Linked DNA regions of Gossypium hirsutum: regions 1 and 2 are each linked to region 3. The links are chromatin contacts, called in public Hi-C maps. All regions are on one chromosome and are shown on one strand. The core of a region is the stretch at or near the end of the contact, and the rest is flanking DNA. Distances in the headings are between cores, read along the strand shown.

Region 1 (4,312 bases), core at 956-3,455, 270 kb after region 3:
TCTGACAATATGGAAGTTTTTGTTGTATGTAAATAGGTAAGGAGGGGGAGCAGATAGAGCTGAAATTTATAGTTTGGCATTCTCTTCGAATGTCCAGTGGTTATCGGTTTCAAGTGATAAAGGAACCGTCCATGTGTTTGGCCTTAAGTTCAATGCTGGATCTCCGGGCAGCGTCAGGTCACAAAGTGCATCCGAGCCGCCCCATTCGTCTCTTTCTTCTATCAGAGGTAAAGTGTCCCCTCCTGCCATTAGATGCTGCAAACGGCCATGACTCTCTTTTATCTCTGAACTATGTTCTCTGCAAATGGAAGAAAAACATCATGACAATTGCTCTTTACCTCGTTTTTCTTTTTATCTCTGAGATTCGTATCACCTATGCCTGGGAAACAACATTACGACTTTCAGTTGGATGATGAGTATGATCCTGCTGGGGAATTAGTAATCTAATTGTGGGGTAACCAGCTTGTGTCAAACCTAGCTTCTAGTAAGTTGGCATTTAAGATTTTGTGAGTGTTGTGATAAGCATATGATCTGGCTTTCTACCTATAGGAGAGTTATCCCAGTACTTGAGCCAGCAGAGAAACTAACACTTGAAGCTGAATGTGACAACTAACAAGATTGTCTCTAATATATATCTATGGCGCATTTGAGGCAATCCTTTTGGTTTTCGGGAATCAACTATTGTAAGCATCTATCTAAGCTACATTTCTGCTTGCAGGAGTGTTACCCAAGTATTTTAGTTCAGAGTGGTCAGTGGCTCAGTTCCGTCTGCTTGAAGGTTCTCAATACATTGTTGCTTTTGGTCACCAAAAGAATACTGTTGTCATTCTTGGCATCGATGGAAGGTAAGAAAAAGAAACTTAAACTGACAGAGATATCAAATCTTTGAAGCATGCTTTGATAAATTTCTCAATGACCTTCACATAAACTAACATTTATGTAGCTTTGGTAGTATTTTATGACTTGAGGCGTTTGAAGCTTGCTTTGGTAAATTTCTCAATGACCTTCACAAACTAGCTCTTCACTTGTTTGCTGCAACTTCTTTTCCTTTTTGGTTTTTGGTGAAGGAGAGATAATAAAAAGGTTAACTACAATACCACGGGTATTCTTGAGACCATTCTGAAGGATTGGGGATGCTCTCATAATAATCTTAAATGGCCTTTAAGATTCCTTTGTGAGATTGGTAATAAATTATTAACCTCTTAACCATTTCCGCCAAGATGATAAGTTTCCCTTGCCAAACAGAATTTCACTAAACTATTATTAGTTAGTTTACATTTTAATCACTCAACTTTAAAAAGTTACAAATGGACTTTAAACTATTCGAAAGTTTTTATTTAAGTAATTGGATTGTTAAGTTATTATTATTATTTTTTAAATAGCTAGCGAGCTTCAAGCGATGATTCGACGATTGGTATGATTGAATAGTAGCCATCGACAAGTAGAGTCACTCTAATGGTTAGTATCGAAAATTGGAGAAGAAAGTTGTTTGGATTTTAATTTGTAGATTTATGGCATTCAAAGTTGTTTAAAAAGAGTTTTTGATTGGTGTAGGTAGTGCGAACAAAAAAGGTCAGACAACATTAGTTTTTATAGCCCAGTGACTTAGCCGAAAACTTTTGAATAGTTTAGCAATCATTTTTTAATTTTTGAAGTTAAGTGATTAAAATGTAAATTTAATAATAGTTTAGTGATCTTCGGTGTCATTTACCCATAACAAAAAAGCTCTAAAATGTGCAAAATGATTATGAATACAACTTCTACAGAAGCCAGTTTGACCCAGTGAATGGTGGGGAAATGACTCGGCTGGAATATCACAACTTTGTGAAACCAGATGAAGCTTTCTGAAGACTTTCTATTTCACTCTTTCCCCATAATTCACCTAATTTATTATGTAATTTGTAAATAAATAAGTATAGCTTGTAAAGTTTCTTACTGCTTGCTCACCTGTTCATGATTTAATTCCAATTGTTTTGTAATCCTATATTAAGGGTATTGCTTATTTTAGTTTTGAGGCTGAATAATTAGTTTAAGTGTGAAAAAAGTTCCTTTTTCTTCAATTAAATATATATATATTGGTCGTAAAGGTTTGTTCATATATATATATTGGTCGTAAAGGATTATGTCACTAGTTCATTGAGTTGTTGGACCTCTAAAGTCTAAACCTGAGTTGAGGTATGGCTTAGCCTTATCCGTAGGCCTTACAGGCTTATTGGACTTGTCATTAATAGTATACCACATACAATGTAATAAATTTTATTTATGCTAGAGGGTGCTTATCCCCCCCCCCTTTTTTTTACGTTAAAATTTCAATTTAGCTTTTAAACGTTAAAATTTTAATTAATTAAATTCTTTAATTGTTAAAATTAACGATTAATTGATTGCACAGAGAAAATTGATATTTAATATTTAAAATCATTAAAATTATAAAAAAATTAAATAAATTATAGAAAAGTGCAAAATATTATAAAAATTATAGTAAAAGACAATTATTAAAAATCCAAAAAATTAATAAATTTTTTAAAAAATGATATAAATTTAAAAAATAAAAAATGAACAATTTATTAAAATATAGAAATTATTAAAAATTAATAAGATAAAATAAAAAAGATTATAAAATTAAAAAATGTATGAAAAATTATATAAAAACCATTATTTATTTGCACGCTAATCATTGTTAGCACTAAATCATTTATTAAAAATTATAAAATATTTATTAAATCTCTGAAATTATTTGTTGTGTTCATCCATCATGGATTCCAACGCTTGAATCCCGTGTCCATTGTTGATGAAAAAGGAATGTTTTGAGATGCAAACTTGGAACACCTTATGCTCGACCCAATCGTTAGGTCTGAATTACAGGATGCTGCATTTTTTCTCGGAGCAACTCCAATCACACTTTTTATTGATTCAACATTTTATATTCACTAACAAGTTCATTACATCATTATATTGTAATATATAATCTTGTTTAGGGATTATTCGAGCTTACGAAAGCTCTTTCAATAACCCGAGGCCATTAGAGGACTAAAATGTAAAGTCTCCAAACTTTATCGAGCTGGCATCATGACTTCAGAGGTGTAATGTTGCGACTTTGAAAACAGTGAGTTGACGTCACGACTTCAAACAGTAGATGTCGTGACGTTGAAGGTTGGTGTTGCGATATCCATGGAGTGGTGTTTCGACTTCGAAGGTAGACATCAACAACTTAAACATCCTTAATTTTCAACCTGGTAGAATATAAAACATAATTGGTCCTAAGACCCAAAAGGTATTCAACTCAATATCATATATGATCAATTACATATTTCAAATCATGAAAATATTAACCATTCATATACCATACAATATTATATATCTATTACTCAAAGACACCTAATTGACCATTTATAACCTTAAAGCAGTTCAAACCTAGGTACATGTAGTAAAATACTATATAAACTTTGTTGAGTTGAGAGCTGCGAATTGAATGTTGAATTCACCTCTCGGGACTTTAAGATCCACCTATACCTACGCACGGAATAAACAAACCGTGCATTGAGCAATAAACCTCAATAGTACTTTCATGATTCAAGTCAATATAACACAAACATTAACCAATTGAATAGAATCAATTCAATATCAATCTTTAGCTATTTCACATAAACTTTCATACAAAAGCTTCCACTAACATATGAACTATGCATATATTGATTGGCTGTTTAACGTCACAGCAATAATGTGCAAGCTAACACTGTTGATGCAAGTCTAATAGACAGATATGAGTTTGCTGGATATCGATCTCACGAGGATGGTTGTCTTTTGTCTATCAATGTCAGTGTAATAAATAGATAGAAACAAGATAAATTGTGAGAGTAGTTGTCAAAGCAATAACTTAAAAACAATAAGATAAATATGATAATGATAAACTGGGATCCCCAACGTGAATATTCAACAGAATACTAAGTGCTCACAAGGTATAAACGGATAGGTGATTATCGATGCATTAAATTGCAATGAATATCTTACCAAGCTTAACTTCTATATTTAATTTAAGACTTAAACATGCACATTAACCACACCTTCTGATGATGGAAATGGAACACTATTAAGAACAAGTGGATTAAATTCCTCTAATCCTCAAGCAATTTCTATTGTCATGCTTGTTAGCTTGAACTGTCGCTGCACTTTCCAGTGTCAGTGACCGCAATAACATTTCCATGCTAAAAACATTCAAACCCAAAGATTAAACAGTAGAAGCAAGATTGAATAAAATAACATTTAACCCAGAAATCATGTGTACTTTCGTACAAACATGAAATAGAAAGTAATC
Region 2 (3,782 bases), core at 49-2,548, 340 kb before region 3:
TACAGATGTAATTGTGTTAACGCCTTTCAATCCTTACACTTCTTCTCTTCATCTGTTAATGTCAAAGACATTTTATCTATCCCTAGCAGGGCATCCTCTAGATCCATCTGCGCAAAAACTACTTGTATCTTAATATGCCACAACACAAATCTGGTGTTGCAATCCAATAGCGGAATTTCATACTTCAAAGACACTATTACAGTGATCAAGATGAACTACCCGGAAGCTTTGATACCAATTTGAGAAAAAGAAAAGAAAAGAAAATAAAATAAAGAACACACAGATTTTACGTGGAAACTCTTTCGGGAAAAAAACACGGGTAAAGGAGAAAAAAATTCACTATGTCGAATTCGAATGATTACAAAAGGAATAGATTATGTCTATTTATATGCTTGTAAAACCATATTCTAGTAAGATTGAAACACCTTATTCTAATCAATATAAAATATATGAAGTTTAATAAGGTTTAAAAAACCTTATTCTAAAATAAAATAAAAGAAGTATAGTTCTATATGGATTTTACTTTTATTTTATTTTACCACTGTATTTTATTTAAATAAAGATTCGAGTCATTTAATTCTAACAACAATTAGCAAACTTCTACCCTTTACAGGCCATTACATTTAGGAACCCAACTCACCATGAATGAATAACAAAATATTATATCAATGGCCACATAAGCTGGTTTTCGGTGCTAACAACAACATAATTTGGTTTAGAGTTTGAAAAATAGCAATAATATTACAAATAAAAGCACTAAAAGCCATGTTTTTCTCTCCTCCCTCATTGCATCCTCCAATGTCTTCACTTTTTTCAGAAGACCCAACAACACAATTTGTGAACGGGGCGTCAATGGTGGATTAAACCAGGTGAAAAAATAACATGGTTTTTGAAACCCATTCCCAAACTTCTTACACCCCAAAACCTCCTACCTGGGTTGTCATTGGACCAAGACATATTTAATTTGGTTGGGTTTTCACAATAGCACACTGATATCACGGTCGGCATCTCCATTTTTTCTCTTCTTCTTCTTTTTCTTTTACTGCTTCAACCCTAAATTGGTGCTAAATAGGCTATTTAAATTGGTGCTAACTAACCAGTTGGACGACTAATGACACCAATCAATTCGTCATTTGTTATGTTACTTTGCCGTTACGTCTGTAATAAAAAATGATTAAAAGTACTATTTTATTACTTTTCTAAAATTGAATGACAGAAATAAAATTTAACTATTTTATCATGTAACCAAAGTTGGTTACTATTAATATAAATTACCCATTTAAAATATTGATTCACTCACTATTATTTATACACACGTTTGGTATTTACTAGAAAAGGCAAAAGCATGGAACATTATCAGTTGGAGTCTTAGTTGAGTTTGCTAAAGCCACCGTGTCTATTCCGTAGCCGCTCGGTCACAGCCCTTCAATTTCGCTTGCTCTCTCACATTTTATCCGCCATATCCATAGTTAATTCAAGCATAGTTCATCTCAAAGATACATTAGCAGCAACCGCAGCAATGAACTGCGTTGCAATGAGCTCCACAGCTCGATTATTCACTACCTTCAACGACTTTTCAGTTCGACGCGGTTTTACGCCTCAGTCAAGATGTTTGAGAGTGGCCAGACCTTGGCCTAGATCCAGAGCTTCGAGAATCGTTTGTATGGCGGTGCGTTCAACAAAAACTTCTTCTTTTTAATTTGATGAAAAGCAGAGCTGAGATTTCGATAAAATGAACTTCTTGTTGGTTATTGTTTTGGATTTTTTTTTCTTGCAGGAGCCGTATCTGATAACGAAACTGGAATCTGCGGAGAAGACGTGGAAGGAATTATCGGTATAGTTCTTATTTTTTCTTTCTTTTGTAGGTAATAAGTTTCGATTATGTGAAAAAAAAGTGTTTTCAGTTGTATGTTAGTCAAAATTTTTGTCTATCCAAGGTTTCTCTACCTTAAGCATGAAAATATTGTTCTCCATGCCGTAAATAGTGTCTTAATTCAATTGTTTAGTAAGGTTTCTGTTTCTCTAAACAATGAGACTGTAGGTTAGGCTAGCTGATCCAGATGTTGTCTCGAATCCCACTGAATACCAAAAACTGGCTCAGTCTGTGTCGGAACTCGATGAGGTACTGGATTTCATTTTGCTTTCTTAGCTGGCTGCTGAGCTTTATCTCTTTCGTTGCTAATTGGCCTTTCCATTTATGTTCTATTTTCTTGGTGGATAGGTTGTATCAACATTCAGGAGATTTAAAGAATGTGAGAAGCAGTTAGAGGAGGCCAAAGGTAATTTTGACAATCATCATCATCTTGTTTAAAATGTTTTACTATAAGATAAAAGCTTGTGGATCCTTTTTTTCTTATTTTTACAGTAATTCTTTTTCAGCTTTATCTGAAGAGGAGGGCACTGATGTAGATATGGCTGAGATGATAGCATCTGAAATCAGCTCTCTATCTGGTCAACTTAAAGAGCTTGAGGAGAAGCTTAAGGTTTTCTCCCAATGCCTTAAGTTTTATCTCACCATCTCTATAATTGTTTTCCATATCTAGGAGCCACTTTCCCACTGAATAACTTGTGTTCTATCGTCTACTTAGTCAAGTGTATGATTAGAAGTTTTAATCAGTTTTCTTTGCATTACGAAAAGTTTTATTGAGTTCCAACAATATGGAATGAGATTGATATTGATTGCATATTTTATATAATACTTCCCATTGATGAGCATTAACCAATATTGAGCCTTATTGTGGAATGTATCTTATTATTGCTGCTTATGTTATTTTTGGTTTTGCTCCCTCTATCTGGTCTCTCAAGCTACTATATTGCTTCTATGTGGGCAGGTGCTACTGCTTCCAAGTGATCCTCTTGATGCAAGAAATATAATGCTTGAAGGTATCTATATCATCTTAATCTTGTTGAGAAGATAATTTAGTAACTTGATTTCTAGGTTGGAAAACTTTCAGGCTGTAGCTTTGCTATCCTTCAAATATGTGCTGCATTTTGAGCAATAATTCATGTCAAAAATTAATTCCTCTTCAATGGATAGTTCTGTGTATTTAAGCGTTTGTCTGCATACAAGTTGTACTTTCCATGTCATATGGATTATAGTTTTAGATGCAGAGTCTAATGTAATTGCCTTCTTATTGCCACTTTAATGAACTATGCTTGTCTTCTTTCCAGTGAGGGCAGGTACTGGTGGTGATGAGGCTGGAATTTGGGCCGGTGATCTTGTAGGTACATGTTTCTTTATCCTTTCAGATTTATGGCTTGGAATCATGCCCTATCAGTACTTCAAATATTTTAAATCAGTCTAAAAACAGTTGTTAGCCTGACATAGAAGCAGAAAGAAAACATATAGAAAAAAATTTCTGGTGTTGCAACAAGAAACCATTTAATTTCTGTTTCTACTTGTTTTCAACACTACCAGTTTCATGGAACTAGGCTACATGATACATTTTGATTCTTGTTTTTGATTGATTTTCTGCTATATGTTCACTAGGGCTGGCTATAGTCACTTTAATTTACATCTTAAAGGACCTTCAATATTCTGTCTCATTACCCAGGTCAGAATGTATCAAAAGTACAGTGAAAGGAACTCCTGGAAATCCACCCTAATTTCCTGCTCTGAGGTATGTCTTATTGCAAGAATATCAAATGTACATATTTTACTAAAATCTTACTAAAATATGTGGGTACCATTGGCTACTAAATCTGTCCAATCATAACTGCTAGTTAATATGGACTTTAGTACTTACTGTGAAAAAGTTTTGGTTATAATTGTTTACAAGTAT
Region 3 (3,923 bases), core at 348-2,847:
AAAATCTCTGCACTTGGGCTGCCATAAACATTTTTGTTGCAAAATACCTCAAAAGCCTCTTTTAAGGCCTATTGAACATTTCGACAAAGCTTGTGTCAGATGAAATGATTGAACATGATCCATATTAAAAAATTTAGGTATTCCAGCAAACCTTGTGGAACAAATTATGATTTTGAAAGCAGCTGTTCAGATATGTCATATAATTATCATGCAGCTCAAGTATATTCTTTACAAGAACCTGACGATGATGATAACAATATTAATTTTCAACATCTGAAGTGAATCCATGAGTATCCATAGCTTAAAAGTTGGAAATTTTACCTGTTCGTGCCCGCTAGGAGTATTTGAGGCCTGTGAAAATGATTGACTATCAGCATTTAGAGATGGGCACGTTGAGTAGTCGAAACAATAAATTATGTATCATCCATTTTTCACTCAGGTGCATAAACAAAATAATAGATAAAAAAAAGAGAGCCAGGTTTATGCTTAAACATTACTCTTCCTGTTTTGCACTCAATATGTTAGTACAAAAGAATAGATTTGATATCCTCACAAGAATACAAATCTTCAGTAATCCTTACTACAAAACGACATCAGTAATTGTATCCAGCAATTATACTTGTAACTATAAGAGAAGGGCAACAACAAATTAACCTGGTTACTTGCAGCCTCTTCTGCCTGTTGAACAAAGGCTGTACCCTCAATAGTAACATGCTGCAAAAGAAAAAAAAAAACTCAGAAAGAGTCAGTAAAGCTGTGAAGTAACATGAAAAGACGGTCATTTAGCTTGCAGAACAAGTAAACAGAAATTCATACCTGCTTGAATACATTAGCAACAAGATCCAGGCCTTGAGATATTTTATTATAAACCCTGTACGTCCTAGAAAGATCATCCACCTACAGAGCATAAAGTAAGCCAAGTAATTTCCTGATCTACACAGTTACCGAAATAAACAGCGAGAAGAGTAAACATTTCTTGCAAAGAGACAAGGTTGAGCAAATTTTACCTTATCATCTCTAAACAAAACCTTGATCCCTGAATCCTCCTTTTCAAGTAGCTGGTTAACGTATACAACCAACAACTCGTGTTGCACTTTCTACACAAAGGATAAACAGCTATAATTAGAATGCTCTCGGAATTATAGAGCTGTATTCATAGAAACTGTACGTTAACTTGCCTCACATTATTGCGCCTAAAGACAATTCACACAACTTCTATTCTACTATCTTACTGACAACTTTCACACATCAAACAAAATTCATGTATTTCACCTCTTACTTGATCAATTGATAACTCCAAAATATAGTTATTTTAAGATCTATTTACTTTCAAATTCATTCAAGTTCGGGGTGTCTAATAACAAATTCTACAGTAATTTTTTAATTTCTATTTATTGTTCAATTTATTTGAAATAATTCATTTTTGTTAATTTATATGCTAAAATTGATTTTCAGTCCTAAAAGTGCCTAATAAACTCAGAAGAGGAAAGGGATTGAAATGCACACTTTGATGCCTAACGCTGCAACGTCTATGTAGCAAAGGACCTACACGATGTGGACTGATATATTACCATCCTTGGATGCCCCAATTATAATAATTGGACTTTAGAATTCCTCTTGACCCAACTCTTGACCCAGCTCCTAAGTGGGTCAACAAAACTGGATAACCCAACAAGATCGAAAGAGCCCAAATCGTCCATTCGGAAGGAATGAGCCCAAACTGTCCATGAAAACTTGGTAATCAACCAATTCAACCACCAATCAACCATGAGGGAATCAAGCAACTCTTCCCTTGAATCAAGCATAAATCAATTAACATCCTTCCCAAAACAGCATGATCGTCCACCCACCTTCGGCCACCTCTAGAGAGAAAATCAAGGGATTTGGGGCTAAAAATAGCTAGGGGATGTTGGAGCGTTTCTAGTATAAATAAGAAGTCTTTCATCAATCACTCAATCATCCACCATTCATCATCTTTTCTCCTATTTTTCACTCCACTTAAGTAAGTTTGAGCGTTTGATCGAATCGAATGAAAAAAATTCGAGTTAATTGAGTTGATAAATCTTATTTTATCATCCTAACTCGATTTGAATTTTTTTTAATCAAGTTGAGTGAGATGAAATTCAAATCAAATCGAATCGAATATATTTGTTCGAAAATTAAAAAATAACTTTGGGTTCTTGTAGCTACTTTCACCTACCATAATCAAATTTGCCTACCGTAATCAAATTTGTTATTAGCTTTCACCCACTCATAATTTATTTATTAATATTTTATATACAGGTTAACTTTTTTGCTTACTTAGTTGCTTCAATTATTTTCTGATTCTGGTTATCATGTATTTGAAAATTAAAAAATATATTAAATATAAAAAACGTGTTTTTTTAATAAAATTTATTTAAAAATAAAATATGAAATTGATACAAAAAAAAATTAACTGAATATTTTATGTCATCATCAATAATTCAATTTTTTACAGAAATTGATAAAAATTTAGCATGATTAAACAATTCAATAATATAAATAGTAAAAAAATGTGAAATTTAATTCAATAATATAAGTAATAGACATAAATTTGAAAAAAAATTGGGGTTTAGGAGGAAGTAAAAGTTTTGAGGAAAAGCAAAAGGGGAAAAAGTTTTGGGAGGTTAAGAGGAGTAAAAAATTTAAGAGTTTGAGGGAAGTAAAATTTTTGAGACGAAAGTATTGGAGAAAGTAAAAGGAAAATGGTTTTTGGCGTTTGGGGATGTAAAATTTTGGGGGGAAAGTAAAAAGGTGTGACTTTTGAGATGGGGTTTGAGGGGAAAAGGAAGTAAAATATTTGATATTTAGTTTATTCGAATTATTCGGGTTACTCGAATTTAAAAATTTAACTCGAAATTTGAAAAATAAATTCGAATTAATCTGATTAATTCGATTCAAATGATTCAAAATTCGAACTTTTTTTCGATTTTTTTGAGTCAAATCGAATTTTGCTCACCCTCACACTTAAAAGAGCATTGAAAGATTTTAAGAGCAGTCAATTTTCATCAATATTGAGAATTTGAGCTTAGTAGTCACGACAAGAAGAGAAGAAAGGAGGAGCAAAGTGAGATGTGCCATAGAAATCCACTGGAATCAGCTTAGTAATTATTCTCGTTCCCTTTAATCTTTTATTTTTTGTTCAATTCAAGAAATATGATTGCAACTTAAGTTTTCTGCTTTTAATGTAATCACGATTGCTTAATTTTTTTAGTGTTAAAATGATTTCAATTCCTTAGCTTAAATTATTTACTCTGTTGAAAATGTTCTGTGCATTTGATTAATTTACTCATTCAAATAAAATTATGAACATGTTTCTCATGCATTATGACTATAGGGAAGCAGTTGAATTATTTATTTAATCTAAACAAGATTGTAATTAATTGACACAATATTTGAATGGTGCATGTTTGTTCATTTAATGATTGAGTTAGTAACAATATTAGACAATATTGTTACCTTGCATAATTCCTTTATGATGTGTACTTATGAAATTGTAAAGTTGATTAAATATAAAAATATGCTAGAGAAACTAAGTATAATATTATAACTTTAGCAATTAGGATTAGTAAATTATTAATTTTGCCATGGAATCTCTGTAATATCATTTAACATTGTCTTAATAATTCTAAGTGAGGAAGAGTAATTATTCTAGCACATGCATGTCATTGTGATTTACTCTTAAAAACTTGCTTGCTTAATTATTCTGTGATACATTTTATCTGCATACTTAGATTTATTTTAATTAATTTAGTTAGTAAATTCATCACACTCTTATTTATTTTGCCACAAACCAACTTGCTAAGTGTTAATTTTGCAATTATTGATTCACATTTATAGTGTTTGTAGATACGATAACTCTTACTTACTACTTTATTACTTATAAACGACTGTGTACTTGC

Evidence for each region. Hi-C and Micro-C count contacts between places; a contact is called where the count stands out from the background.
Region 1: a contact with region 3 is called in a Hi-C map of leaf, with 2.4 times the contacts expected there. The contact joins two enhancer-like sites. A contact is called at or near these places in 2 of 34 Hi-C or Micro-C datasets (both in leaf).
Region 2: a Hi-C map of leaf shows a contact between it and region 3, with 3 times the contacts expected there. The contact joins the promoter of LOC121203152 here to the enhancer-like site in region 3. A contact is called at or near these places in 9 of 34 Hi-C or Micro-C datasets (hypocotyl, leaf and petal).

What each region holds. Positions count from the first base shown.
Region 1 is chrA08:93,940,141-93,944,452 of Gossypium_hirsutum_v2.1, forward strand. It overlaps the pseudogene LOC121204506. Among protein-coding and RNA genes, the nearest start is that of LOC107926882, 39 kb to the left of the region's middle. Within about 2 kb of position 2,206, at least 3 of the 9 cell types and tissues checked have an H3K27ac peak or open chromatin away from gene starts, as enhancers often do. A contact at or near this core is called in leaf, where this site is marked.
Region 2 is chrA08:93,329,912-93,333,693 of Gossypium_hirsutum_v2.1, forward strand. It overlaps LOC121203152 (peptide chain release factor APG3, chloroplastic), which reads left to right and starts at 1,299. Exons shown (of 15, transcript XM_041075894.1): 1 at 1,299-1,669; 2 at 1,778-1,834; 3 at 2,042-2,122; 4 at 2,222-2,279; 5 at 2,380-2,483; 6 at 2,832-2,883; 7 at 3,172-3,221; 8 at 3,555-3,620. The coding sequence starts at 1,520.
Region 3 is chrA08:93,672,939-93,676,861 of Gossypium_hirsutum_v2.1, forward strand. It overlaps the pseudogene LOC107940489. Among protein-coding and RNA genes, the nearest start is that of LOC121205267, 52 kb to the left of the region's middle. Within about 2 kb of position 1,598, at least 3 of the 9 cell types and tissues checked have an H3K27ac peak or open chromatin away from gene starts, as enhancers often do. A contact at or near this core is called in hypocotyl and leaf, where this site is marked.